3 separate regions of the Danio rerio genome follow, and all the other regions are linked to region 2. Evidence: chromatin contacts called from public Micro-C data. All regions are on one chromosome and are shown on one strand. Each heading gives the region's core, a stretch centred on a gene start, on an enhancer-like site or on the middle of the called end of the contact. The rest is flanking DNA. Distances are from core to core; before and after follow the strand shown. Region 1 holds the start of vcam1b (vascular cell adhesion molecule 1b). Region 2 holds the start of zbtb37 (zinc finger and BTB domain containing 37). Region 3 overlaps cdc14ab (cell division cycle 14Ab).

What was found. A called contact is a pair of places that touch in the nucleus more often than the background predicts.
Region 1: a contact with region 2 is called in a Micro-C map of caudal fin, with 3 times the contacts expected there. The contact joins the promoter of vcam1b here to the promoter of zbtb37 in region 2. A contact is called at or near these places in 1 of 18 Hi-C or Micro-C datasets (caudal fin) and 1 of 4 datasets of contacts at active chromatin or transcription factors (embryo).
Region 3: a contact with region 2 is called in a Micro-C map of caudal fin, with 5 times the contacts expected there. The contact joins the enhancer-like site here to the promoter of zbtb37 in region 2. A contact is called at or near these places in 2 of 18 Hi-C or Micro-C datasets (caudal fin and hematopoietic stem cells).

What each region holds. Positions count from the first base shown.
Region 1 is chr22:15,891,666-15,894,798 of GRCz12tu, reverse strand. It overlaps vcam1b (vascular cell adhesion molecule 1b), which reads left to right and starts at 1,659. Exons shown (of 10, transcript NM_001083835.1): 1 at 1,659-1,749; 2 at 2,830-3,102. The coding sequence starts at 1,707.
Region 2 is chr22:15,752,727-15,755,913 of GRCz12tu, reverse strand. It overlaps zbtb37 (zinc finger and BTB domain containing 37), which reads left to right and starts at 1,385. Exons shown (of 3, transcript NM_001045160.1): 1 at 1,385-2,328; 2 at 2,532-2,631; 3 at 2,841-3,187. The coding sequence starts at 1,385.
Region 3 is chr22:15,938,006-15,941,415 of GRCz12tu, reverse strand. The region is part of intron 6 of cdc14ab (cell division cycle 14Ab); the gene reads left to right. Among named protein-coding and RNA genes, the nearest start is that of cdc14ab, 33 kb to the left of the region's middle. Within about 2 kb of position 1,880, at least 9 of the 62 cell types and tissues checked have an H3K27ac peak or open chromatin away from gene starts, as enhancers often do. A contact at or near this core is called in caudal fin, where this site is marked.

The DNA of each region.
Region 1 (3,133 bases), core at 410-2,909, 140 kb before region 2:
ATGAGACCCTTAAATGCTTGCCATCTTTTGAGTTTGGCGAATTCTGATTGGCTGACATGGTTTTTACTGTACGTCAATTGAAAAAGAAAATCTGAAAGCGATTTCAGTCTTGTCATTATTCGTTTTATCGTATAACAATATTTGCAACTCGTATCTTTCATAAAAAATTATTAGCAGCCGACAGCTTTGTTGAATTTAACTGTGTCATTCAGTTTTGTTCTTTGTTTAAAATTGCTTGTAGTTACATTCTGTTGTCATTGGCTCACCCTTACGTTTCTTTATATTTGTTTCTTCTCTTAAACACAAAAGAACTTGTTGGCACCCAATGACTTCCATATTCCCATATTTTTAAGTCAAGGCATCCCAGCAACAGCATTCTTCAAAATATCTTCTTTTGTGTTTTAAAGAAGAATTAGACGTTAAACATTAATAGCATTAATAGATGTTAAAACTACGTGATGAGGTTATTTTCCTTTTGTGAGAACATATCCCATTAAAGCAGGATGTATTCTGATCATTCATCAACTGGAAACATTAAATATTATAAAGCATATAACTTTTATATGTTTTCAGAGCTATATCATTAACAAAATTATTAGTTTAGTGTAAAAATGTCTGTCAAGATATTTCTAAGTTTACACAGTATATATAACCAGGTAAAGATTCAAGCATATTCGGCTGTCCAAAGGGCACACCAGACCCCACAATGTTGCGAGACTCCACAAATCAATCCAAAATCCCAGCCAATCAGAAGAGCGTGTGGGCGGAGCTATCAGCAGGCGCACTGACTGCACGTCGCAGGGAAACGGATAAGTAACCTACATTATCTAATAATTCATATACAGAGCATTTTAACATGATTAAAAACACACATCGTGTCACTTATGCATTCCTCATCATGAAAACACTTGCTGGATAACACTGAGTCGAACATGTTAACATTCATGGTTGTTTTAATGTATTTTTAGATCTGAGGTAAATTATCCATTGTCGCCTTCATGTCCATACAGGTCAGTCTACACACCGTATATAGAGGTTTAAGTATGGCAACTTGCAAGTGAGATTCAAACTCACATTAGACACAAAATAAAACATATCATTTATTTTTATTAGGCTTTATCATGTTTTTATGTCTTCTTTTGCAGAATTATAGTCTACCGTCGAGGTTTTGCGCCTACTAGCTGTTATATGGTAATGTCACACACAATACACTTTTTACTATTCTTAACGTACATAAGCAAATGTTTTTTTTTCTATATAGGCCTCATGTTATACACTTAAATTAATTCATATTTATACAATAGCCCCCTCCTCAATCCATCAAGCTACTTTCTTTTAGATCAAGCATTTCAGGGAAAACAAAATAATTTCCCCAAGCTTGTAAAAAAAAGCGTTGGAAGTTGTTTTAATGTGTCGCCACTCGCTAATTCATAAAGGAAATGTTATCTTCAGAGTGTACACAGTGATTTCCTGGAAACCCTGTCAGGACAGCAGAGGGAGCCTGTGGTGGATGGAGAACTTCTGCTCGCCTCTCTTCTTGGTCCAAACAAAGGATTGAGGGATGGGGAATTCCTTCATGGCTTATTTAGGGCTACTATCCCACCCCCTTCTCATATAAATGAGATCCAGAGCTGAATGAAAGCAAGATCACTAACTCATTTTCACTCCCTTGGAGCACTTGGAAAAATTCTTCATAAGTATACAACATGGATACAGCTTTCTTGCTGACTTTGCTTTTGCCAGTTGCAGGTAAGTTTCATCTGTTAGTAATTTAACTGCATATGCTATTAGGCAACATGTATATCTTAACATATTTTAGTCTTGCTTAACATTTCTTTTGGTCAGTTTCTTAGACTTTATATGGCTGATTTTATTAATGCAGTTATATTATTATTGGTATTGTTGTTGTTGTTGTTATTATTATTATTTTTTAAATGTTTACCTTTTTATTATAATAAAAATTGCTTTGTTGTATAACTTTTTAATAATTAACCCCTTGCTTGTATTTTCCACATGGAGAAAAATATGATTAATATAATTATTAATATTGATTATGATTAGAAGTTATGATAATTGATTACATTCAAATAATTGTATTTATTTATTTAATTTTTGCATAAATTGACATTCTCGAAAATAAAAGAAAATAATATTTAGATTATAAAAAATAGTTTTAATCCCTAGCCAACACATTACCTGTTTTAATTACAGATGAGTTTATAAATCAATATTCAGAATAGCACTGATTTTTAACCAATTTTTAACCAATTTGACCAATATATATATATATTTTTTATTTTTTTCCACTCAAACCCACAACTAACAAATCCAGTCATTTCAGAAAATCAGAGAATTGCCATGTGATCTTTACATTTTCCACAACTAAACATTGTAAAACATAATTTCTTAGTTGTAAAAGTTGTAAATAAAACAAACAACATTTCAGAAAGAAAATATACATTTTGTTCTCATAATGTTAATTCTTAAATGTTGAACTTTTCATTTCTTTGTAGCTACTTGTGAATTTTAAAAACATCTTTACTCTTTACAGACTTTTGTATGCACAAGTATGTACATATTGCATTTTTATTTCTGTAGCTGAACTGCATATGCACATTTGAGACGTTTTTTTACAGTGCAACTGAACAAGCATGAATTGTGCAAAATTTTTACATTCATGATTTAATTAGTTATGCAAATATTTTATTTCCATATTCAAACTCTGTATTTTAGTCAGATATGCAAATGTATAAATTATAAATCATAATAATCAGTGCTTGTTGAACATAAATGATTGATGTTGGAACTGGAAAAATGTTTGTCTTTTAGTTGTTTCCCACACGCTGGAGCTGCCGCGCAGTGTTCAATTTAAAGTGGGCGACAGGAATGAGCTGAGATGCAGGATGTTATCTTGCCCAGAGAAGGTGAAGTTTGTCTGGACCGCGTTAGGAGACAAACCGATTTTTGCCACTCCAAAGACGGGGGATAAAGAAACTGTCCTGATCTTTGACAATGTGACGAAGAATCACGCCAACGCCATAGTGTGCAGAGCTGCCTGCGGAAAAGAGATGAAAGAATTGACCACACAGGTTAATGTTTACTGTGAGTGCTTTCTGTGTTTTCAGTTTAATCA
Region 2 (3,187 bases), core at 136-2,635:
GTCATACGTTGCATTGCATTGTTATAACTGAAATGCTCCAGTTTTATTTTTCATGAATGCTGAATGCTATTAAATGACAAGGGTTGTCTTTGTAATTTCATAAACTTTTAAACAGGTTGTTGTCATTGCTGTTGTTAAAGCATGTGTGTAGTTATCATCATTCAGCCATGTAATAACCATTGTTTTAAGCTTTTCAGCATGCTACATGTAATCTGAGGTGTTACAAAAAATCTGGTCAGCTCTTAAAGATGTAGTGTGCAGATGCTGCAAAAATAGTGACTATATTCAATCTGGCTGACAGCACTCCGAAAAGTTAGCTTTCACTTTTTGTGAAATTTTGGATATGGACTGAAAACTTGTGGGGAGCAAATATACATTGTCATAAGAGTTAACAGGAAGTGGAAAAAGGAAATGTATCCATAAGAAGAATGGCATGAAGAAGACCATCTCATTTCAAAAAAATTTGAAAGCTCCTTCAAATACCGCCTCCAAATGCGTACTTAGTTTTCCATACATTAAAGAACACGACCGGTGGACCCTTTGCTGCCTCAAACGTCCCAAGATTCATTGTGTGCTGATAACGGCAGGACGTTTTTTTAAAAACCCCAGATTAAATGTATGAATTATGTTTACTTTACTTGGATATTTAAACGCGTTAAAAAAACAAAAAGAGTTTGACATGTCTTACTAAAATGTGATTTTATAGACAGTTTACATTTTTATGTGTACATGTGCACCAGTTGACTCTGATGAACTCTGTGAGTTAGAGCTACTTGAACAAAACTTCAGACAAGTTTCCCTGAACACGTCCGCATTAACTATTGTCAGCTGGTCCCACACTTTTCTTTGGGAAACAGCCTTTGAATAATTAATTTGTGGTTTTCTCTGTATATAAATTTGGCATGAGGGCAGCACAGTGGCTAGGTGTTCTCACAGCAAGAAGGTCAGTGGTTCAAGTCCCGGCTGGACCAGTTGACATTTCTGTGTGTAGTTTGCATGTTCTCCCTGTGTTGGTGTGCATTTCCTCCGGGTGCTCCGGTTCCCCCACAGTCCAAAGACATGTGGTATAGGTGAATTAAATAAGCTAAATTGGCCATAATGTATGAGTGTTTCCCATTGCTGGGTTGCGGCTGGAAGGTTATTGGCTGCGTAAAACATATGCTGGATAAGTTTTATTTCCCAGTGGCTACCCCTGATAAATAAAGGGACTAAGCCGAAGGAGATGAAATGAAATGAAAATTGCACATCTTTTGTCGCAATGCAAAACGTGTCTCTATTATATTGCATTTTTAAAGAACTTTACAGCTTTACAGACTTAATCCAATAACCTGAACTTCTTTTTATTTGTCCGCAGCTTTGAAAAGCAGCGCAATAGGCAGCCCGCATGGAACGAGCAGGAAGCATCCAACTTGATATTCCGGACTTCAGCAACTCCGTCCTGTCGCACTTGAACCAGTTGCGAATACAGGGTCGTCTATGTGACATTGTTGTCAATGTTCAGGGCCACAGTTTTCGTGCCCACAAGGTGGTCCTTGCCGCCAGCTCCCCCTACTTCAGGGACCACATGTCACTGAGTGAGATGAGCACCGTGTCCATATCAGTCATCCGGAACCCAACCGTATTCGAGCAGCTCCTTTCGTTCTGCTACACAGGACGATTATGCTTGCAACTTGCCGATATCATCAGTTACCTGACGGCTGCCAGCTTCCTCCAAATGCAGCATATTATTGATCGTTGCACACAGATTTTGGAAGGCATCCACTTTAAAATCAGCCTATCAGATGTGGAAGAGGAGCTCGGGAATGGAGCTCATAGAACCACCAACCAAACCATTGAGTCGGGACGAGGTGGGACGACACTAAGTGGGTCCCGCTCCTTGAGTCCCAGACTCACAAGCTCCCGGTTGATTGGCAACACTGGGGTGATCAGCATCCGCGATGTGAGGGAAGTTCGAGAGATTAGTCCCCCTGGGGAGTCCATGAGCCCTCAAATAGTGGAGCACAGTGGCATTGGCTCCGAGGAGGTAGGATCTGGAAAAGAACCCATTCTTCGAATTAACCGAGCCGGGCAATGGTATGTTGAAACAGGACCTGAGGCAGAGAGAGGAGGAGAGGAGAACGTGCGGATGGTTGATGGGTTTCGGATTAAGACAGAAAGGATGGATGAGTGGATGGGGGCAGAGACCCAGGCTTCAGCGGAGGAAGGCAGTGGGGCAGAGGAGGGGCCGACAGTAATGATTGACACCTCAGGACGTAGCACACTAGTGCAGGAAGGAGGAAGAGGTGGGAAAAGTTCCCAGCCGTCCAGTAGCTTCAGTGAAACAGAGAGGTGTGTATGGCATCTAAAGGAAGTTCACGTTCAATTTTAAAAGTTTTTTTTTTTGTATAAGAATCTTATCGATGTAGATACAAACTTTCTTTTATGTTAAGGAACGTCAAGACACAGTACTTAAATGTATTTCACTTAGCTCAATAACACTTTTTCTGTTTTGTTTGGTAAAATTGTGAACCTGTACTTGTTTTTTTCCTCAGGTTTAGTCCAACAGGTAGTGTGGTGGTCATGGCTGATCGCCAGAGAGCCAAGAGTGAGTCTCCAGGAAGAGTTGACGATCAGAGACATCCCACCTCACAGGTAAGGCATCCCAAACATAGTTGTAATCAAAAGTTTACAATTACAACCCTTTAATTTCTTTAATACCTATAGATCGTTTCAAATAAATATTGGTCAGTCACACTTGCTGAGCAAATAAAAAAACCTTACAATTGTACCGCTGACAGAACAGGTGGTGTGCCTATGTTAACCTATGTTAGACCATTAACTTTTCACCCTTTTCCATACAGGGAGAGGAACAAGCTGTGTTTGACATGGGAGGATATGAGGAATACCTACGAGAACAGGTAGGTGACAGGTGGTTCCGCTACAACCCCCGTCTCACCTGCATTTACTGCTGCAAGTCCTTCAACCAGAAGGGAAGCCTAGATCGTCACATGCGCCTGCACATGGGCATTACCCCTTTTGTCTGCCGAATCTGTGGGAAGAAATACACCCGCAAGGACCAACTTGAGTACCACATCCGTAAGCACACAGGAAACAAGCCCTTTCATTGCCATGTCTGTGGCAAGAGTTTCCCGTTCCAGGCTATCCTCAACCAGCACTTCCGTAAGAACCACCCAGGCTGTGCCCCACA
Region 3 (3,410 bases), core at 631-3,130, 190 kb before region 2:
TTTGTTCTGAATTAAACCTTTGAGGTTCAGAAAGGATGTCATTCTCTCATTCTAGGCTCTATCAGAGTAAACAACATTGCTTTAATAAGGTGTTTCTAGATCATTTTTCTGTTCAGAGTTGTTAGACTGGCTGGCTGGTAAATAATGCTCACGTGAGTTTGCGATTCGCATCTGTTTTTTGCGGGTTTCTCAGCAACACGTCTGTAGGTATCGGTGTGTCTTCATATCAATGCACTGGAAAAACTCGTTGAACGTGGAGAGTGGATTCCTGAGTGCATTCTTACATGCTAGTCATTCAACAACATCCTTCAGTTGCTTAACCTGTTTGTTTTCTTACAGTTTGAGTACATTAATTTTACTCCATAGACCTTCCTAACATACAAACTTGGCACATTTGATATTATGTTGGTTGAAGAAGGTTTTATATTTGGTCTCTATTTATGTGGGTTTTTGGAAGATTGAGTAAAAAATACTTAATGTAAATGACAAGATGAGCATACATTTTGAAAAATGTACACCTTTTTATATCTGGATATGCAAGCAGGAAGTACATAAACTGGAGGACTTTCGGTAGTAAACTGAAGCACATGGCTGCTCTCGTCTCCCATTCTCTTTGAGTTTTCCCCCAATTTGATTCAAATTAAAACTTATTTCTTGATTGAAGTTCGGGAAAGCAGAAAATGTGATATAACTTGATAACTAAGTGGGTACTGTCATGGCTGAGAAACAAGGGGATTGTAGTGGCGGACAAGAGGAAAACCCGAAACTAGCAACAGTGGATGATAACATCGCTGTCATCTGGGCAGACATAAAGATGATGTCCTCGGATATGAAGTCAGAGATCATTTCAAGACCATTTAAAAAGAGAATTAGTGGGTTTTCAAAAGGAAATGGTTAAACTAAATCACCACCGTTCTAAAAACTGCAAGTGACAGAGGAAGTACAGTTGAAGTCAGAATTATTGGCCCCCTTTTGATTTTGATTTTCTTTTTTAAATATTTCCCAAATGATGTTTAACAGAGCAATGAAATTTTCACAGTATGTCTGATAATATTTTTTCTTCTATTTGTTTTATTTTAATAAATAGTTATTAATTTTTTTAAATCCATTTTTGGGTCAAAATTATTAGCCCCTTTAAGCTAATTTTTTTTCCGATAGTCTACAGAACAAACCATTGTTATACAATAACTTGCCTAATTACCCTAACCTGCCTAGTTAACCTAATTAACCTAGTTAACCCTTTAAATGTCACCTTAAGCTGTATAGAAGTATCTTGAAAAATATCAAGTAAAATATTATTTACTGTCATCATGACAAAGATAAAATAAATCTGTTATATGAAAAAAGTTTTTAAAACTAGTATGCTTAGAAATGTGCTGAAACAATCTTCCCTCCATTAAAAAGAAATTGGGGAGAAAAAATAAACAGAGGCGCTAATAATACAGGGGGCTAATAATTCTGACTTCAACTGTACATGAACTGATCTGTCATGTGACACCTCTTACCAAAAGCAAACCCTTTTAGAGCTTACCAGTGTTCACACTCTTGGCTAAATGTCGAATTCCCTGACTTTTTCCTGACATTCACGCACTCAAAAACTGAATTTCCACGACCGATGTTAAACACTGAGCAGACTAAAAGGAGGATACATCTTTAATCGCATGTTTGACATGGTGCCACAGCCCAAAACAAAGCTGCACTGAAAGTTGCATTGTATTTCCTTTTAAATGTAATTTATTGCAGCATCCCCTGTCTGCAAAGCTCTGGACATGCAGGCTCTTGTGTAATTTGCAGTTTCTTTGAGACAGATGTATGTGACTCCCCTCCGGCTCTCATTAACAGCCTGTTTTAACAGCTCTTTAATTGCATGAGTCACACGCAGCATCTGTGAGTGTGATAAACACCCATGCCTGGTAATGATCTAATCACCACTTCTGCCTCTCTCTGAGCTGGAGGCGAGGAGTTAATGCCCTATTTGCTGACATGAGAGCAGTCGTTTTGTTTTGGTTAGTTGTTTGGGTTTGTCTAATGGTTAAACATCTGGGCTCGTAACCAAGAGTTCACGGAGCAGAATCTTAACGGGAAGCTAAAGGGAGGGTTCACCCAAATAATGAAAATTCTTTGTTGCTCGTATTTGTTTTTTTTTCTGATCAGTTTGAGTGTTTTTATTCTGTTGAACACAAAAGAAGATATTTTGAAGAATGTTGGGAATATATAACCATTGACTTTCCTAGTAGAAAAAAAACAAATACTATGGAACTCAACGGTTTCCAGCTTTCTTCAAAATGCCTTGTTCAACAGAACAAAAATACTCCTAGTTCTGCTGCATAGTGGAAAAATGGTTACAATGTCTCAATATTTGGATATATATATTAGGGATGCTCAGATCAGGATTTGCACCTATTACTTTTCATAGTGATTGGCCGATACTGAGTACCGATTCTGATGCTTTAAGCTTCATAATGCAATTAGAGGCTTATTGTTCCAATAAGTATATTACAAAAAGGTATATTATGAAATATTCAGGTTTAAGAATATATATTTTAATGGTTTTTTTTATTGAAGTTTGAAACTTCAATGAAACAATGAAACTTGCAATGTTGTCAAACACAGAACACATTTTTTTTCACTGCATGTAAAGCTGTACACAATCGCCTGCTATCGGTTCATGAGATCTGCTAGATTGGCAAGTACCGATCGAGTCATAAAATGGGATTATCGGCCCATACCGATCTCCAGCTGATCAATCGAAGCATCCCAATAATAATAATAATAATAATAATAATAATAATAATAACAATGCTAATACTTTTAATAATAATAAATATATTTGTGCAAAAATGACATTTTCACAATTAATGTTTCACATGTTAAGTCACATTGTGTTAAACTTAAATAAATACTGCAAATAAAAGCTTGTTGATTTTAAGTATACTATACTATACATAAGTATTGAGTGTAACATCATGAGAGATTAACGTTTAAGAGGAAAAAGTCATATAAATTGTGTGATTCATAATTTAGCAGTTTTAAGTCACATTGAGATGGTTTGTGTCTTCTCTAAAATGTTGCAATTTCTGTAAAAAGCTTCATTGTGAACGATATAAACTTGCATTTATACAAAAAATAAGCACATTTTCAAAAGCAATCTGGTAATTGTAAAAAAAATATGTTGTTGCAAATTACAATAAATATCTCTTTTATGCAATTGGTAATTTTTATTGCAATGTATTTTTCTCATTTTAGTTTATTTTTTATTATTTATTATTTCACTTTATTTTACAGTGTTCTTAGAAAGTACTAGGTTATATGAGGTAACTACATGGGTTAAAGTAAAGATCAGAGCCAGGGTAGCTTTAAGACTGATTTATACCTCTGTGCCAAGTGATCAACGTGATCCACGATGCCTG